2 separate regions of the Danio rerio genome follow, and region 2 is linked to region 1. The links are chromatin contacts, called in public Micro-C maps. All regions are on one chromosome and are shown on one strand. The core of a region is the stretch at or near the end of the contact, and the rest is flanking DNA. Distances in the headings are between cores, read along the strand shown.

What was found. Hi-C and Micro-C count contacts between places; a contact is called where the count stands out from the background.
Region 2: a contact with region 1 is called in a Micro-C map of caudal fin, with 13 times the contacts expected there. The contact joins the promoter of wwox here to the promoter of mafb in region 1. A contact is called at or near these places in 2 of 18 Hi-C or Micro-C datasets (caudal fin and hematopoietic stem cells) and 1 of 4 datasets of contacts at active chromatin or transcription factors (embryo).

What each region holds. Positions count from the first base shown.
Region 1 is chr25:39,316,919-39,321,371 of GRCz12tu, forward strand. It overlaps mafb (MAF bZIP transcription factor b), which reads left to right and starts at 1,912. Exons shown (of 1, transcript NM_001316669.2): 1 at 1,912-4,411. The coding sequence starts at 2,374. The coding sequence ends at 3,357.
Region 2 is chr25:39,787,246-39,791,698 of GRCz12tu, forward strand. wwox (WW domain containing oxidoreductase) reads right to left here and starts at 1,779. Exons shown (of 9, transcript NM_200913.1): 1 at 1,587-1,779; 2 at 1,364-1,428; 3 at 647-704. The coding sequence starts at 1,693. hprt1l (hypoxanthine phosphoribosyltransferase 1, like) reads right to left here. Exons shown (of 9, transcript NM_001002056.1): 9 at 4,232-4,453.

The DNA.
Region 1 (4,453 bases), core at 662-3,161:
TGAACGGCCTCCGAAGGCTTTTGTTGGCTGATCTAATTAATGAAATAATATGTTGATTTTCTCGGTTTGGGTCCCCAAGAACGGCGACCGAGACTGCGAGAGGATTCCCGTCCTCCTGGGAAACTGCGCGTTTGTATTTATTTTTGTGTGTTTGCTGGCGGCTTTGTAGTTTGCGTGTCTTCCTGGCGTGTTTCTCCTCCGAGAGAGCCGGATCTCCTGTGAGAATCGCTGCTTTTATTGTCTGCTAATGCAGCTCCAGGACTGAAAGGCTGTTTATTAAGGAACCCACAGCGTTTGTTTTTACTTTATCTGCAATATGAATGAGTGTAACTGGCATTAATGTTACTTTCACGTGTTGGAGATGCACATATTGCATGCTATTATTGTAATTAAATTCTAGAACAACGTGTAATTGCAATAATTACGTGCTGTATTACACTGACGTGAACATGATTGAAGGAAAACTGAAGCAAATATGGGACAAGATTCTGTTTTATTTATGATATTCACAATACAAGCTGACAAATAAACACTTTTTGTGTTGTTTTAAAGAAATGTTTAATGCAAAAATATAAACAACATGAACATTTTAAATTTTTCAGTGAAATATTTATATTTTTAACTTGGTGTTTTAATAAATTATTCACATAAAATTAAATATAGACACAAAATTTGTATATAAAACATGAAAAATTAATTTAAATTAAATAATTTGTAAAATGTAAACACCACTTGTCAAATGCAAATAAGGATGTTAATGTTTATTTGATTAAATTATTTATTATTAATATAGTCACTCATTTATTTATCTGAATTGTCACCCAAATCAGAATATCACCTCTAATTAAAAATGTCATTAAATAAAATGTTGCACAACACACTTAAATAAATGGCATGTATATATATATAGCCTATAAATAAATAAATAAATAAATAAATAAATAAATAAATAAATAAATAAATAAATACAAATATATTTCTATTTTTCTGTGGATAATTGCATATTTAAGTGAAGAATCATGGATTATTTTTTAATGATTATGTTTAGAATGCTAAATTCTACCCTAAGTATATTGTACATCTTTCACAGTAAGCATATGAACTATTAATTTGAAATAAACCATAATGTAATGTCATGTGAAAGAGCTGTGTGTGCAGTTTTTGCGTCTCATGAATCTGCGCTTGCCGACAGGAGGCGCTCTTGAGTTTCAGAAGCGCTTTGTGGGACAGCGGAGACTCAGAATAGAGGATAAATGAATATATTCACATTAAAACCACATATAAAGTGTACACAGTGGCGAACATGTGTGCATGTTTGCAGTGCTTTAGCAGTTACACGTGTTAATAACACATTCATTCATCTTAATGTTATTAATAACATGATTGGGGATTTATTTGAATACATGCAAGTGTTATGCAAGTAAAACAAAGCATTTGTAGACTTTACCATGGTTTAAATAAGTGGAATCATATTTCATATTGATAAACAAGGCTAGCATTTTTTAATATAGCCGTGAGTACGCGTATATATATATATATATATATATATATATATATATATATATATATATATATATATATATATATATATATATATATATATATGGAGTATTTTCAAGACCGTATCAGTGATCATCATTATATTGATCATATCTGTCGGAATATCTGATCATGCATGAGCATTGCAGAGTAAACCCGCGTTACCTGTCTGACTTGAGAAGCAGGCGCGCGTCCGGAAAGGGTTAATGCGCGTGTCACTTCTGACAGTTCGGAAAACTTTTGTTTCTGCTCTCGTATGTAAATGAGGTCCCGGATTGAGCGAGCCGATTGGCTACGAGTCCGAGTCAATTTCGTATTTCAAACCTGACGTCAGGGCGCCTATAAAACTCAGCATTGCTTTTATACTCGTATGCTCGGTGATCCTTTAAAAAGTCTAGAACAAGCCCGGAGTACTTTTTTTTTCTTCTTGTTCCCCTCCCAGCCGAGCGTCCGATTGCCAATCACGCGCACACACACACACGCGCGCGCACACACGCACGAATACACACACATGTTACGGTCTTGATTTCAACGAAAGTATTGAGAAAGAGGAAAAAAAGAGAGAGAAAAGCGCCATGCGGTGTTAAACGGCCGGACTCGCACGCACGCGTCCACACTCGCGCACAAAGACAGAGGAACCGGAGACGCACGCGCTCCTGCGTCCGCGCGCGAGACCGGCGTCACTTTGACAAATAAATCGGCGGCCGCTCGCGAAGCCTTTTCTCCGCTTTTGAAGAATTAAATAAAGAAATCACGCTGGCTCACGCTGTCCCGAACCCGACCACTCTGACAGCTGCTCTTCACCCCCTTTGGAGGACTGTCAACAGCAAAAGGATGGCATCAGAACTGGCAATGAGCAGCTCCGACCTGCCCACCAGTCCCCTGGCCATGGAATATGTTAATGACTTCGATCTGATGAAGTTTGAAGTGAAAAAGGAGCCGGTGGAGCCCGATCGCAGCATCAGCCAGTGCAGCCGCCTGATCGCCGGGGGATCCCTGTCTTCCACCCCGATGAGCACGCCTTGCAGCTCGGTTCCCCCTTCCCCAAGCTTCTCGGCGCCCAGCCCGGGCTCCGGGAGCGAGCAGAAGGCGCACCTGGAGGATTTTTACTGGATGACCGGCTACCAACAGCAGCTCAACCCAGAGGCTTTGGGCTTCAGCCCCGAGGACGCGGTGGAGGCGCTGATCAGCAGCAGTCACCAGCTCCAGAGCTTCGACGGCTATGCGCGCGGGCAGCAGTTCGGAGGCGCGGCGGGCGCGGGCGGCGCGATGGCCGGCGAGGAGATGGGCTCGGCCGCCGCGGTGGTGTCCGCGGTGATCGCCGCCGCCGCCGCGCAGAACGGAGCGCCGCACCACCACCACCATCACCACCACCACCACCCCGCCGGGCACCACCACCACCACGCGGCGCCCGGCGCGCAGTCCAACGGCGCGTCGGCCGGACACCCGGGACACATGCACCTGGACGACCGCTTCTCGGACGAGCAGCTGGTGACCATGTCGGTGCGCGAGCTCAACCGGCAGCTGCGCGGCGTCAGCAAGGAGGAGGTGATCCGGCTCAAGCAGAAGAGGAGAACCCTGAAAAACCGAGGCTACGCGCAGTCGTGCCGCTACAAGCGCGTGCAGCAGAGGCACGTGCTGGAGGGCGAGAAGACCCAGCTGATGCAGCAGGTGGACCACCTCAAGCAGGAGATCTCCAGACTGGTGCGCGAGCGCGACGCGTACAAGGAGAAATACGAGAAGCTGATCAGCAGCGGCTTCCGAGAAAACGGCTCCAGCAGCGACAACAACCCGTCGTCCCCGGAGTTTTTCATGTGAGTTTCTGCTCGCCACTTCTTGAACGAGTTCGGCAGGCGCGCGCGCGTGTGTTGTCGCGCGGAGTAACGGGCGTGCACTTGCTGTCTGTTCTTAATTTAATTTAAAAAACTTTTCTTTTTTTTTCTTTTCTTTTTTTAGCAGAGTTTAGATTTATCTCTCAGTATGTTGTACATTTCATCCCGCTAGAGTTTAGAGACTTTATGGACAATTGCGCTTTTCGTTTGCTTTTATTTCTTCTTCTCCAATGTCTTGCGTAACTTTAAGTTGACTTTTATTTTGTTGTCGTCGTTGTTTGTTGTTGTTATAAACTTGCTGGTTTGGCGAGTGCCCTGACGAACGCGCTCATGAACGACACTGACTTTATTCACGTTGATTTCGCATCATGTTGTGTTGTTGTTGTTGACAATGCTGTTGTTGTGTTGTTGTTGTTGTTGTTGTGATGAACTCATTCTATGCTGTATTTATTTGTGCGTCAGACGCGGCTCCACATGCTGGTCATGTTGGCTCTTTTCTTTCTTTTACCTGAACATCATCTCCCCATTGTCTGCTCTCGTACACTTTTTTGGGACTCTGAGCAAAAAAGTGTCTTTTCATCCATCATGCGACAAGCTCTCCTGTCGCTTTTACACACTCAGGTGTGATTATAGAGACATTACATCTCGACTGTAACTTATTTCAGTGTGGAACTGTCAGGAAACACACTCAATTTGACGAATATGTCTCTCCACATATTGCTGGACCGAATTCAAACTGTTCATTGTTTATAATTATTCTCATTAAAGAGAAGACTATTGTATGAATGAAGAATGAAGGGTTTTCTTGGCGTAACGCTGCGCTTATTTTGTAGGATTTGTCTCTGATTGTAAATCTAATTATTATATGATAAAATACTCAAATATTTTATTTGCATCAGGTGGAAAATAAAACCTGTCGTAAACTTAATAATACCAACATGTGTAACATGGATTAATGAACGCTTTAACATTTGACATCGATTAATCGACTGTACAAGCATCTCGTTTAATTCAATAAATGCCATACATGTTAAATCAAACGCACTTGTGTTATTAATATAAGAATGCGCACTCGGTATTTA
Region 2 (4,453 bases), core at 529-3,028, 470 kb after region 1:
ACATATTTTACTAGTTATCATGGCAAAGATAAAAGAAATTAGTATCTATTATGTTTAAAATTGTTGTAAAAATCTGCTGTTAAACAATTTTGGCAATTTTTGAAAAAGATCAAATAGTGATGAGGGTAAATAGTGTATAAAAAAAAAAAAATAGTGTTTTTTAGACTGCTAAAAACAGCTTAAATATATAATTAATTATATTTATAACCATTTATTATCATGCTTTTTTAAATATTTTTTCTAATAAATCACCATGCCCCATCATTTTAAAAATTAATACATTGCTACTCTATATTAAAAAATAAATAAATAAATAAATAAACTCCACTTAAAAATTAAGGCAACCAGCTTCAGGATATGGAGTTTACTCAATTTAAAATCGAGTCAAGTGCAGTATTTGGGTTGAAAGTGGAGTCATATCAAACATGTCCTGAAGCTGGTAGCCTTAAAATTAAGTTGAATCAACTTTTTATTTTACAAAGAAAATGCAGATTTAATAATAAAACTGGTATTTATCAGCTTAAAAATCAAAAAACTTTAATTACAAAGTCAAAGAAACTGTAGAAAATCTTTTGCAGTAAAACATACTCCATTTAAACGCAACTCATAAAATGAGGCGATGATTTAAAAATCAAGTTCAACTCACTCCACATAGAAGATTTGGCCTTTATCATCGGTCTCCTGCTCCCATCCGTATGGCAAAGCTATGAAATACAAAACAATCATTTAATTAATTATTCAATCATTTTCCTTCAGCTTAGTCTCCGATTTATCAAAGGTCGCCACAGCGGAATGAACCGCCAACTATTCCAGCATATGTTTTACACAGCGGATGCCCTTCCAGCTGCAACCCAGTACTGGGAAACACCCAAACACACTCACTCACTCACTCTCTCACACAACGGCTAATTCATCTCACTAATTACCCTATAGCACATGTGTTTGGACTGTGGCGACCCTTGATAGAGGAAAAAAGCCAGAGGAAATTCAATCAATCTATAAATCAATCAATCAATCAATCAATCAATCAACCAATTAATTAAGGTCAGTAAGGAATTATATTCAGGTCTGACCAATGTTGTGCTGTGATAGTGGTTGGCTGCTAATATGATCTCTCTTGGAATTAGCAAATAACACTTTTCTGAAATGCTAAATTACTGAATATAAAACCAACTTGAGCTCAATCAGAGATGTTTAAGTGTGTGAAGGTGGACATCAGTGCCTGGATATCTGGACTAAAAACAAGGCACAAGCTAAGAAAATATTTGTGTTTGCAGTGCGAGATGTGTTTGTGTATCTGTGAGGGAAATAAACACCACGGGCAGTGTTATTATTGGAGATGATGGAACTGTTCTCCTCCTACCTCCAGCACAGCGTTTCTTCTTGCCGGTTTTGGGATGCTCCCACTGGGTCTTCATCTCCTCATGACTGAAATATCAATAACATTGTTTGATTGATTAGCGACAGCTGTCAATCACTCGATAAATACCCTCAGAAACACCCGACAACAGCAATGAACGACGGTAAAAGCAAACATGTCGTGTGTTTGTATGTGTGTAGTGTAGTGTGTATGTCTTAAAACTCACTTAGCGTAATAAACCCATCCGTCTTTGGTGGACCTCTCCTCCCAGCCCGGCGGTAGCTCGTCTTCGCTGTCTGTATCCTCCATTCCGGCGTATTTGAGAGCCGCCATTGCGAAATTATTGAATTTCCACGCTAATAAATCTCTTTAACTTCTGTGAGGTGTTTGTTTGGCAGCGCGCACACACGCGTTACAATAATCCTGACAGGGCACTTCCGCAATCACAACCTGACGCCACTAAGAGGCGGAGTAACGGCACGCGGTCCTCGAGTGGGCGGAGTTTAGCGGGTGTTGTTAGAAGGGATACAGCCGCGGATGGAGGTTAACGAGTGTTTTACCTATTTTTTATTAAATTACCCATTAGTTGTATTTTATTAACGTCAACCCCTACCTTAACCCTAAACCAAACCATCACAGTAATGTAAAAACTGTAATTATACCGAGTATTATTGATTTTATTTATTAAATTAGACATTAATAGTATTTTATTAACGTCTCACACTACCCCAACCCTAAACCTAGCCCTCACAGTAATATAAAAACTGTAATCATAACGTGTATTATTCATTTTAGTTTTTAAATTACCCATTAATTGTATTTTATTAACGTCTCCCCTACCTCAGAGGTGTAAAACTCGATGCTTGAGATTCAGCGTGCTGGAGAGTTCAGCTTCAAACTCCTTAACCAAACACCTGAACCAGCTAATCAAGCTCTGATTAGGTATACTAAAGACTAGCAGGTGTGTTGAGGCAAGTTGGATCTAAAATCAGCAGGACAGGCCCTCCAGGACCGAGTTTGGACCCGCCCTACCCCAACACTAAACCAAACCATCACAGTAATGTTAAAACTGTTATTCAATCGAGAATTGTTTATATTATTTGTTAAATTACACAATAATTCTATTTTATTAAGGTTTCCCAATACCCCAACCCTAAACCCAACCCTCACAATAACATATAAACGGTAATTACATCGAGAATTATTCATATTATTTATTAATTTACCCATTACATATATTTTATCACCGTGTCCCACTACCCCAACCATCACAGAAATGTACAAACAGCAATTACATCTTGTATTATTCACATTATTTATTAAATCACACATTAATTGTATTTTATTAATGTCTCCCAATACCCCAACCCAAACCTAACCCTCACAGTAACATAAAAACAGTAATTATATCCAAAAATAACCCATTAATTGTGTTCTATTAACATCAACACCTGTCCCAACCCTAAACTTATAATATAAAAACAGCAATTATAACAAGTATTATTCATATTACTTATTAAATTAACCATTGTGTTTCATTAACGTCTAGCCCCACCCCAACCATTAGAGTCATGTACATTTCAGTATATAGATTCTAAATTTTGCCTATTGTTGTGATTCTCTTTCATTTCATTAATTCTTCTGTTCATGCATGCAAGGCCTATTTTGTTTGTGCATTTTTCTGAACCCTATTAAAAATAAAGTTTATTAAGCTTCATTTTTAAGCAATATATGCTTCCTGTATGCTTTATTGGCAAATATAATGTGCATATCAGGCTTGTAAATCTAATTTGAAAAAAGTAAATAAAAATAAATAAATTCTACAGCATATTTGTGAATTTCCCACCTACATTCATTCATTTTCTTTTTGGCTTAGTCCCTTTATTAATCAGGGGTCGCCACAGCGGAATGAACCGCCAACTTATCCAGCACATTTTTACGCAGCGGATGCCCATCTCTGGGAAATTTCCCAACTACAATCTTAAACAAAAAAAAGCAAGTTAAAAAATATGATGTATTGTAAACTAAATTGAAAAGCACTGTGGTCTATACTAAGAACTTCCTGGTGTATGAAGTGGAGACGAGTCTGGATGCAGATGCACCCAACCCCACCCCTCACAGTGACGTCACTAGCACCACTGAGTGCATTATGTCTGACATTGCATTTTATCTTTTGAGTTCCCAGGTTCTGCACGTTGTCCTGAATTTTGCTTGCCAATCTTAAGCCAGTTGTTTTGGTTCAATTTGGAATTTTCCCAACCAGCGCAGAGCCTAGAGTGCGTCCTCCGACTTGGCCCCCCCTGATCCATGTCTGAAATTGCATCACTGAGATATGCAGTCTCAGCTTGCATCATCAACGCTGCATCCAGACACTACTGAACACTTTGTTTAGCCTATAACATTATGATACTAAAAATGTGACATTTAACTCACCTTTGAGCTGATTTCCCTTCATTATGTCTATCAGTTTTGTTTTCAACAACAACAACAAGACGACACAAAGACTTTCACCTCCTTTTATTGAAGGACTTTTACTTTTTTGGTGCCAGTAAACAGGTAAATATAACTTACACAGTCACAGATTCAGCTCACAGCACTGATATGTGTTTCAGGGCAAACACAGGACACTAAATATCAGAGTTTGTGCATTATGCTAATCAAAAATAAAAGCAAGACCAAATCGTGTCGCTGCTAAAGCTCATTCCTGCAAGCAGATCCAAAAGAAATAAATACATTAAATTAAATTAAATAAAAGCACGGGTAATAATGTTAATTTGGACTTTTTAATCTCACAATTCTGACTTTCACCTGGCAAATTAAAAATAAAAGATGCATTTGAAACTCAATTTTGAGTTCACATTTACACAATTCTGCTGTTTATTTGCAGAATTTTTACTTTATTTCAAGATTATTGTTTCCAAAAAAAAGGATTTTTGCAGTATTAAAACAAAAGTCAAATCTAAATTCAGATTAATATGTTAATTTCATAATCATCTTGCACTCTGTGGCTAAATAAAGCTGCAGGTTTTTAAGGAAGTCTCACAATTTTAACTATTTTTCTTCACGATTTGAGAGAAAAGAAACTTCTTAGTT